Linked DNA regions of Mus musculus: region 1 is linked to region 2. A link is a contact called in public HiChIP or PLAC-seq data. All regions are on one chromosome and are shown on one strand. Each heading gives the region's core, a stretch centred on a gene start, on an enhancer-like site or on the middle of the called end of the contact. The rest is flanking DNA. Distances are from core to core; before and after follow the strand shown.

Region 1 (3,727 bases), core at 605-3,104, 1.0 Mb after region 2:
GATGCTAGTTGGCTTCCAAGGGCCCAGCAGAGATTAGAAGGAGAAAGAACAGTTGGGAATTGCTTACTTAGGTTGGGGGCAAAGGTTCTTTCCAGTTTAGAGCCAAGTTTTATGTAGCATTGCCATCATGAGATGTCACATTTTCAAAGCACCATAAAATCTCCCATCCAAGTAGTAATCAGACCCGAGCCTGCTTAGCTTCCGAGATCAGACGAGATCAGGCTCGTTCAGCATAGTATGACCACAGACATCAAAGCTCCATAAAATCTCTATTGTAATTATCCTACAAAGCGCAGGGGGTGGGGCTGCTCTATCTTCCACCAGCTGCTTTTTAATCCTCACAGGGAATCATCATCTATCTAGTGCAAACATTTAGTGAGTCTCTGATATGCATCTGGGACTATAATGGGTCTTAACATTCTCTTCTAATTTTTTTATTTTTTTTAATTTGCGAGACAGGGCTTCTCTGTGTAGCCCTGGCTGTCCTGGAACTCACTCTGTAGACCAGGCTGGCCTCGAACTCAGAAATCCACCTGCCTCTGCCTCCCAAGTGCTGGGATTAAAGGCACGCACCACCACTGCCCAGCTCTCTTCTAATTTTTGCAACACATCTGCATTTTCTTGATGAGATGCTGGAGAAGTGAGAGGTTAAGAAAGTTTCCTAAGGTCACAGACCCTTTTAATGGCAACAGTTGGAAGGGAAGCCCAGTCCCTCCCTTGGCATCAGTTTCTTTAGTGATGTTTGACACTTTCTAAACACCAGTAACATCTTATAGTTACTTTCTTATTTTCCACAATGCCAAGTAAGTGGTGAGATCTTCATTTCTGCCTACCTTCTCAACACCGCAGAAGATGCTACTTAAAGATGCCCTTCCATATTGCATGAATACAAGAGGTGGCTCCACTCGTAAGTGGCAAGGCTGAGGGTCATGCCTATTTTTTTTTTTAATTATAACAAGGCAGGGTGTGGGAAGGCGACGAGTGCCACGGTGTACGAATCAGTTCTCTCCTTCACTAGGTGAGTCCTGGGGATCGAACTGAGGTTGTCAAACTTAGGAGGCAAGCCCCTTTACCTGCTGAGCCATCTTGTCGGTCCCATCTTTTTATTTTATTTGGGTGGACACGGAAAGAGGACGCTCCTCGGACATCATTCTCGCCGACTGAGCAACTACTTTCTGTTTACTTTCCAGAGACCAGGAAGAGAAACGGCTGCCACCCCTTAGACTGGCTACCTGTCTTCGTGAGTATCCCGCCCCCTGCCCAAGCCACCTTGACACTTGGTCCTCCGGGATGCTCCTAGAAGAGGAAGACCCTGCGTCTCAGGGACCCCCCTCCTGGGGAGGGCGGGCTGATCCACACGGGGACAGGGACACAGGGCGCGCGGCCCGAGTCGGGAACCCCGTTCCACGTGGCGGAGCCAAGTGGCAGCGATCGAGGCGGGAGCGGGAAGCGCGGGAGGCCGGGTGGACGCTGCCCGGTGCGGAGAGTGGGCCCGGGCCCGGCAGGTTCGGGAGAGCGGCAGGTGGGCGGGCTGCATCCCTTCAGCGCTCCCGTGAGCCGTGCCACTGGACAGCCGGCTGCCCGCCGTCGCCTCGGAGACCGTCCGGCCCCTCCGCGTACCCCTGGCCCCGCCGCCGCCTCCCGGGCCTACCTTGCTGGTGAGGTCCAGCTCCGGCTCGCCGTTGAGCGCCTCGCCGTCCTCGCTGCAGTCAGAATCGAAGCCGCCATGGAGTCGGGCCGCGGCCGCGGCGGCCCGAGCCGCCCCCGGAGAGCTAGGCTCGGGGGCGAACATCGAGGCCGGCACCGGCGAGTCGACCGGGGAGCGACTCCGCTCCGCCGCCATCTTTAAGAACTTAAGCTAATTCGCAGCCGGCCGCCCGCCCTCCCTCCCTGGCTCATTTAACTAATTTATGCTCGGCCCCGCCCCTTCTTGTTAGAATAATTTATGCGCGGCTTCCCCGCCTCCCGAGACTGTCACGTATCTCTAGCGGAGACACAGAAGACCCAGTCTCTCATTTACCAATCGTCGCAGCTCTCTCAAATACTTTAATGAATAATTAATGAGACCAAAACCCTAACAACAAACGTCGTAGTGGTCGGGAGCCTTGGTCCCACCTCTAGTGGGGCCAACACAGCGTGCACGCTACCTGCCTGGATCCTTCCCGCCAACGGGAGCGAAGCAGAGGTTTGACTGACTTGACAACAATCCAATGAAAAGAGGCATCCATTCTTTACTCCCCACCTCACTTTCCAGAGGCGGGGCCAGCCTCCAAATCATACTGCAAAACAGTCCCGCCTGGAGCCTCTCAAAATGATGGACAAGGGCGGGACCCAATCTTGTCCTCCCTAAGTCCCGCGCGTCTGGCCGCCGCATACCCAGATAGTAAACTGTGAAATGAGCCTGGCACTCCGAATGATTGAAGGCAGTTGCTGCAACACTGTGTCCGGCGTGCTGGCATGCGCAAGGCAATTTTTATAGTAGAATCGATGCTATGTATTCCAGGAGTGGTAATATTACAGCCGCCAGACCAAGACAATTAATTAAATGCTGACCTCAGGGAGTTCCATTCATGACTCCTCGGAGAGCAACTGAGTGAACAGAAAGATGTTGACAGCCCAAACTCTAGCGTAAATCCCCTCACGTTTTTGGTGAACAGCTGAGCCACAGGTCTAGGATCTGTCAAGGTAGTTTCTTGTGGCTTATTTTTCAGTTGCCACTTGTGGAAAGTCCCAGTCCAAAAAAAAAAAAAAAAACCCGCCGTTCGTGTACCTGAAATTCCCGTTTCAAATGTCTGAAAAATTTAGACTATTAGGTGAGTTCTGTTTTTTACCAAGATCTAATTATGCTGGCTGGACCTGGCCACTCCTCCTGGTAATAGATTAAAAAAAAGAGCAGCCGCCTGAGGAAGTACGAGAAATTTAGGGATTGGACCACAGGATGTATATAGTAAGTAAGGAAAAGGGTACAATATAGCCGTCACCTAATTCGGGGAGAGTCTTGTCCTCATTTTTAACGTACTACCAAGTCTGTGAGCAGATGCTGCTGGAAACCTGACCTTAATGGTTTTTTACTGAGATTTGTTTTTATTTTGTATGAATGGTGTGTGTGTGTGTGTGTGTGTGTGTGTGTGTGTGTGTATGTCTGTGTGCCACCTTTGTGCAGGGCCTGTAGAGTCTAAATGGGGCACCGGAACCCTTTTGGACTAGAGTCGCAGACGATTGTTAGCCTCCATTAGGGTACTGGGAATCCAACCCAGGTCTTCTGAAACTCTGAGCTATATCTCCAGACCCAGAGATTCGGACTCCTAAAGTGAGAGGCAGTCTTGTGGACCGTAACCCTATATCTGTGGATTCTGACAGTATCCCCAAGTATTAAGAATTCAACTGGAGGTTGCTCACTGCTTGGCTGGGGGTGATCAGAGGTGACAGTTGTATTAATTCTATTGCTTCGATTGCTATTTAGCATTGTATGGCCAGAAAAAGTTCAGTTTCAGAATACATTGCTATCTGGCTGGGGGGAAAGACTGTCCTTCTCACTATAGGACTTTGCCTAGAAAGGATATATATTCTGAATACTTGCTTTTCGAATTGAATGTTTTGGAGAATAAATATAAAAAGTAACAGTTGAGAGGTAATTCCTAATCATCTTTACATTCTCTTTCTGAAAACAATTTGGTCCAAGCTCAAACCCTTAATTCACTATAGACATAATGATTTCAAACAACTT
Region 2 (3,615 bases), core at 840-3,339:
TTAAAAATCTACAGAGAGGAAGACATACACAGCGTAAGCATACAATGAACAGTAGCCAGTACTAACAGGGAGCAAAAGTATTGTTTTGATTCTAAAACATTTTAAAAACCCTGTCTCATAAGACAAAAATAAAAACCAAAAACCATTTAAGAGTTTCTGTTTGGCCAGGCATGGTGGCGCACGCCTTTAATCCCAGCACTCGGGAGGCAGAGGCAGGCGGGTTTCTGAGTTCGAGGCCAGCCTGGTCTACAAAGTGAGTTCCAGGACAGCCAGGGCTATACAGAGAAACCCTGTCTCGAAAAACAAAAAACAACAACAAAAAAAGAGTTTCTGTTTGTAGGGAAGATTTCAAGGATATGATGGGTTAAAAGAGCCATGTAGCATGGACAGTTTATTTTGTTTTGTTTTCTTTACTCCTTTAAGTACTATCAGAAACTACATACTCAGACAATCAAGTTTAAGACAAGCCCTTAAAAACAGTGAAGAACAAGCTGAGCCTCTTTAATTCAGCATTCAGGAAAGAGGCAGGTGGTGGATCTCTGTAAGTTCCAGACCAGCCTGGTCTACAAAGCAGTTCGAGGCCAGCGGAGGCTACATGATGAGACCTTGTCTCAAAAACAAAACAAAACAAAACAAAACACACAGAGGCATGCATCCCAAGTGGGACAAACCAGTCTAATCTGTATTCTGGATACTGGTTATCCAGTATATGCCTACCTGTAGAGACTACTACTACACTGATATCCCTCCCACTTACTACATCGATACTCATGCTATACAAGTGTCTCCATGCTCTGCTCTTTAAGGAGCGTTCAAAACCCACGGCGAACACATAGTTTTAAAGTCAAGAACTGAAATCTCCCACAAGCGAAGAGAAACATTTCACAAAAGGCTAGGATGTGTGATTTTTGTACAGCTTACTGCTATGTTTAACTGTGAAGGAGGTACAAATGATGTTTTTATTCACGGAGTCTTGGTTGGTACTCTTTATTCAGAATCCAAGCAGCCCAAAGACACAGGAGAAAGCTTGAAGCTCAAAGTCTCAGACGGGTGACCTGCGTCCAAGACTAAGGATGGATGAGACGGCTGCTGTTCTTGGGTGTCGTGATAGCCACTGTAGTGAATTTCACTGGACCAGATATTTATTTAGCCATCATGGACTAACAAATCCGTTAGTTTGGAATTAAAGGGCACCTTACCAGCATTAGGTAGCAAACCCTTCCCAAGGCTCTTTCCAAATCTGTCATCCCTCCGCCCCTCGCCCCTCGTCTGTTTCCTCATCCAAAGTGAGCATCGCCTCGCCACAGCACCCCACCCCCGACCGCACGCAGCTCTCGCGGGATGCCCGTGGAACCTCGCTATCGGGGTCCAGCACATAAGCCTGCACGCCCGCCGCGCGGGGACACCGGATGCTCGCGCCCCACCGCCTGGCATTTGCAGCTCAGAGGGCCCTAGGCGACACGAAGCGCTCGGACAGCCACCGGCCCACCCGGAAGCCCTTTCCTCCGCTCACACCTGCAGGCGCGTGACGCCGGTCTGTCCCGGCCCCAATACTTGGGGACACCAAGGCCCTCGCGACCGACGTGACCGCGCGTCCCTCACACACCCCTCCCCCGCCTCACGTCTGCACATTGCGATCCCACAGCGCGCCCCGGGCAAGCGCCCCGGCCCGCCGCGGCCCACTCGGGTCGCGCGCGCTCTCTCCACCCGCCCCCCCCAACCCGCCCCTCCCGCCCGGCTCGCTCCCGTCGCGCGCGCGCGCGCGCGAGGACACGCACACGCTGCACCTCAGCGGGCCGTGCCGCGCGCCCCCGAGGGCGTCCTCAGTCGCCCACCCTGGGTCGCCCCGCTCCGCTCCGCCTGGCGGCTCCCGAGAAAGGAGCAGGCCCGCGCGGCCCACGATCCTCACTCACCGCTGAGCCGCGCCGGCTCCGAGTGCGCGGCGTTCCGCTGTGGAGCCCAGCGGTGACCGCGGTCTCCGCTCCTCCGCAAGCTGTGGAGGCGTCGTCGCGGGGAGGCTGAGAGGCGAGGGGGGTCACGGTCGCTCGCTTCACCTTGCCGAAGCTCGGGGACCCCAGAAACTAAAAACAAAATAAACAAACTTTCCCCTCCGCCTCCCTCCCCCAAAACCACAACACAAACACTCTGGCGCCCGCCCACAGCCCCACTCCATTGGCCGCAGGCAGGATGCCTCTAGCTTTCACTGGTTAGCTTTCGTGCCCGTCAAGCCGCTGGTCCTCCTCCCTTAAGTCCTCGCCGCTGCCGTCTCCCCTCATTGGCTAAGTGCTTCCCGTTTGCCGAGCTGGGATTGGCTGAGCGGCCTGCGCCAATCATGAGGGGACACACCCCCTCAGCATCCCAGAGGCCGCTTCCTCGGTCGCGGACCCAGAGAGACGAAGGGGAAACTAGAGCATGATGGCGGCCGAGATCACCTAGCGCAGTCATCTCTTCCCCCTTTTTTAGCTCACTAATGCCTCTCTCAGGGGCTGTTTCCCCCAAGCTCCTTTCACCATTCGAGACTGCACTAATAACGGAATCTATACGTGCAGGCTCCTTGATTTATCCCCTCCGAATTGCTGAGTGTGGGTTGGTTGTGCGTCATTGGACTGTCAGGGTGTCGCTCCCAAGTCACATCCTTAAGCTATTGGTGGATCAGCCAGAAAGCGGCCAACAACAAGGGCCCATGCCATTGGTTTGATTCCACTGTTTCCCCCACCCCCCTACCCCGGCCTCTTATTGGGCACTTCCGTGTTGTCCGTCAGATCCGGATTCTCCACACTACGTTTTGGCTGAGGAGCGGGGCATCTTTAGTCATTGAAAGTTGACAGTGATAACTACTATCATTTATTGTATTTTATTCCAAATACGGTCCCCAATTCTTTACAGAAACTATTCTGATTAAACAGTAATTTTACAGGAAGCAAAGCCAAAAGAGGTTAAGAGACTTATCCAAGGTCACCCATTTAGAAAGAAGTTTTGGGACATAAGGTGGTTTCTAGGCCTGTCTGACTCGTTTCTATACATGCCTTAGTATCTCTGAATAGTATCCGTCCGTCAACCCAGTATCTTAAAACTGTTTCCTTCAGAACCTAAATTACTCAGTTTCTGGCAATTAGAAACCTTGTCATTAACATTATTGGAGACTAACTTTAGAAAGATTGTCATCATATCCTCCTAGGCACCATTCTTCCCTGTTCTAAGTTAAACAGTATATTTTTCCTGACAAGAAGCACGTATAAAATCTATATTCTGTTTCTTTGTCTTTGTAAATGGTCATTTTTTTACCATACTTATGTGCCCAAGCAACACTCATACACACCTCTGACCATCTTTAGCTTGTTCCTTTGAAAGAATAAAGAATTCGAAATTAGGAGAAATTAAGTCTAGAGTGAGATAAAGAATCCATCCCTTTAGAAATAATTGATTGCATGCAAATGGAACAGTCCTCTGCCTCCAGGAAAGCTTCCAGAGCCGCTGATGTCGAGCAAGCCATGTGTGTTCTCCTGGCTTCTGGCCACAGGATTCTTTCTCTGTGACAGCTTTAATGGAAGCGACTCCACATTTCAGCCAGGGGAGGGCAGAATGCTTAAGACCCACTGCCAGAGTACCAGCCTC

The links. HiChIP or PLAC-seq counts read pairs in DNA pulled down with a chosen protein or histone mark.
Region 1: an H3K27ac HiChIP or PLAC-seq map of cardiomyocytes shows a contact between it and region 2, with 5 times the contacts expected there. The contact joins the promoter of Gtpbp1 here to the promoter of Tnrc6b in region 2. A contact is called at or near these places in 2 of 39 promoter capture datasets (the 3T3-L1 cell line and liver), 3 of 115 datasets of contacts at active chromatin or transcription factors (cardiomyocytes, embryonic hindbrain and pancreatic cancer cells) and 1 of 9 other capture datasets (liver).

The regions. Positions count from the first base shown.
Region 1 is chr15:79,689,023-79,692,749 of GRCm38.p6, reverse strand. Gtpbp1 (GTP binding protein 1) reads right to left here and starts at 1,854. Exons shown (of 12, transcript NM_013818.2): 1 at 1,652-1,854. The coding sequence starts at 1,843.
Region 2 is chr15:80,709,787-80,713,401 of GRCm38.p6, reverse strand. Tnrc6b (trinucleotide repeat containing 6b) reads right to left here and starts at 2,089. Exons shown (of 25, transcript NM_144812.3): 1 at 1,914-2,089.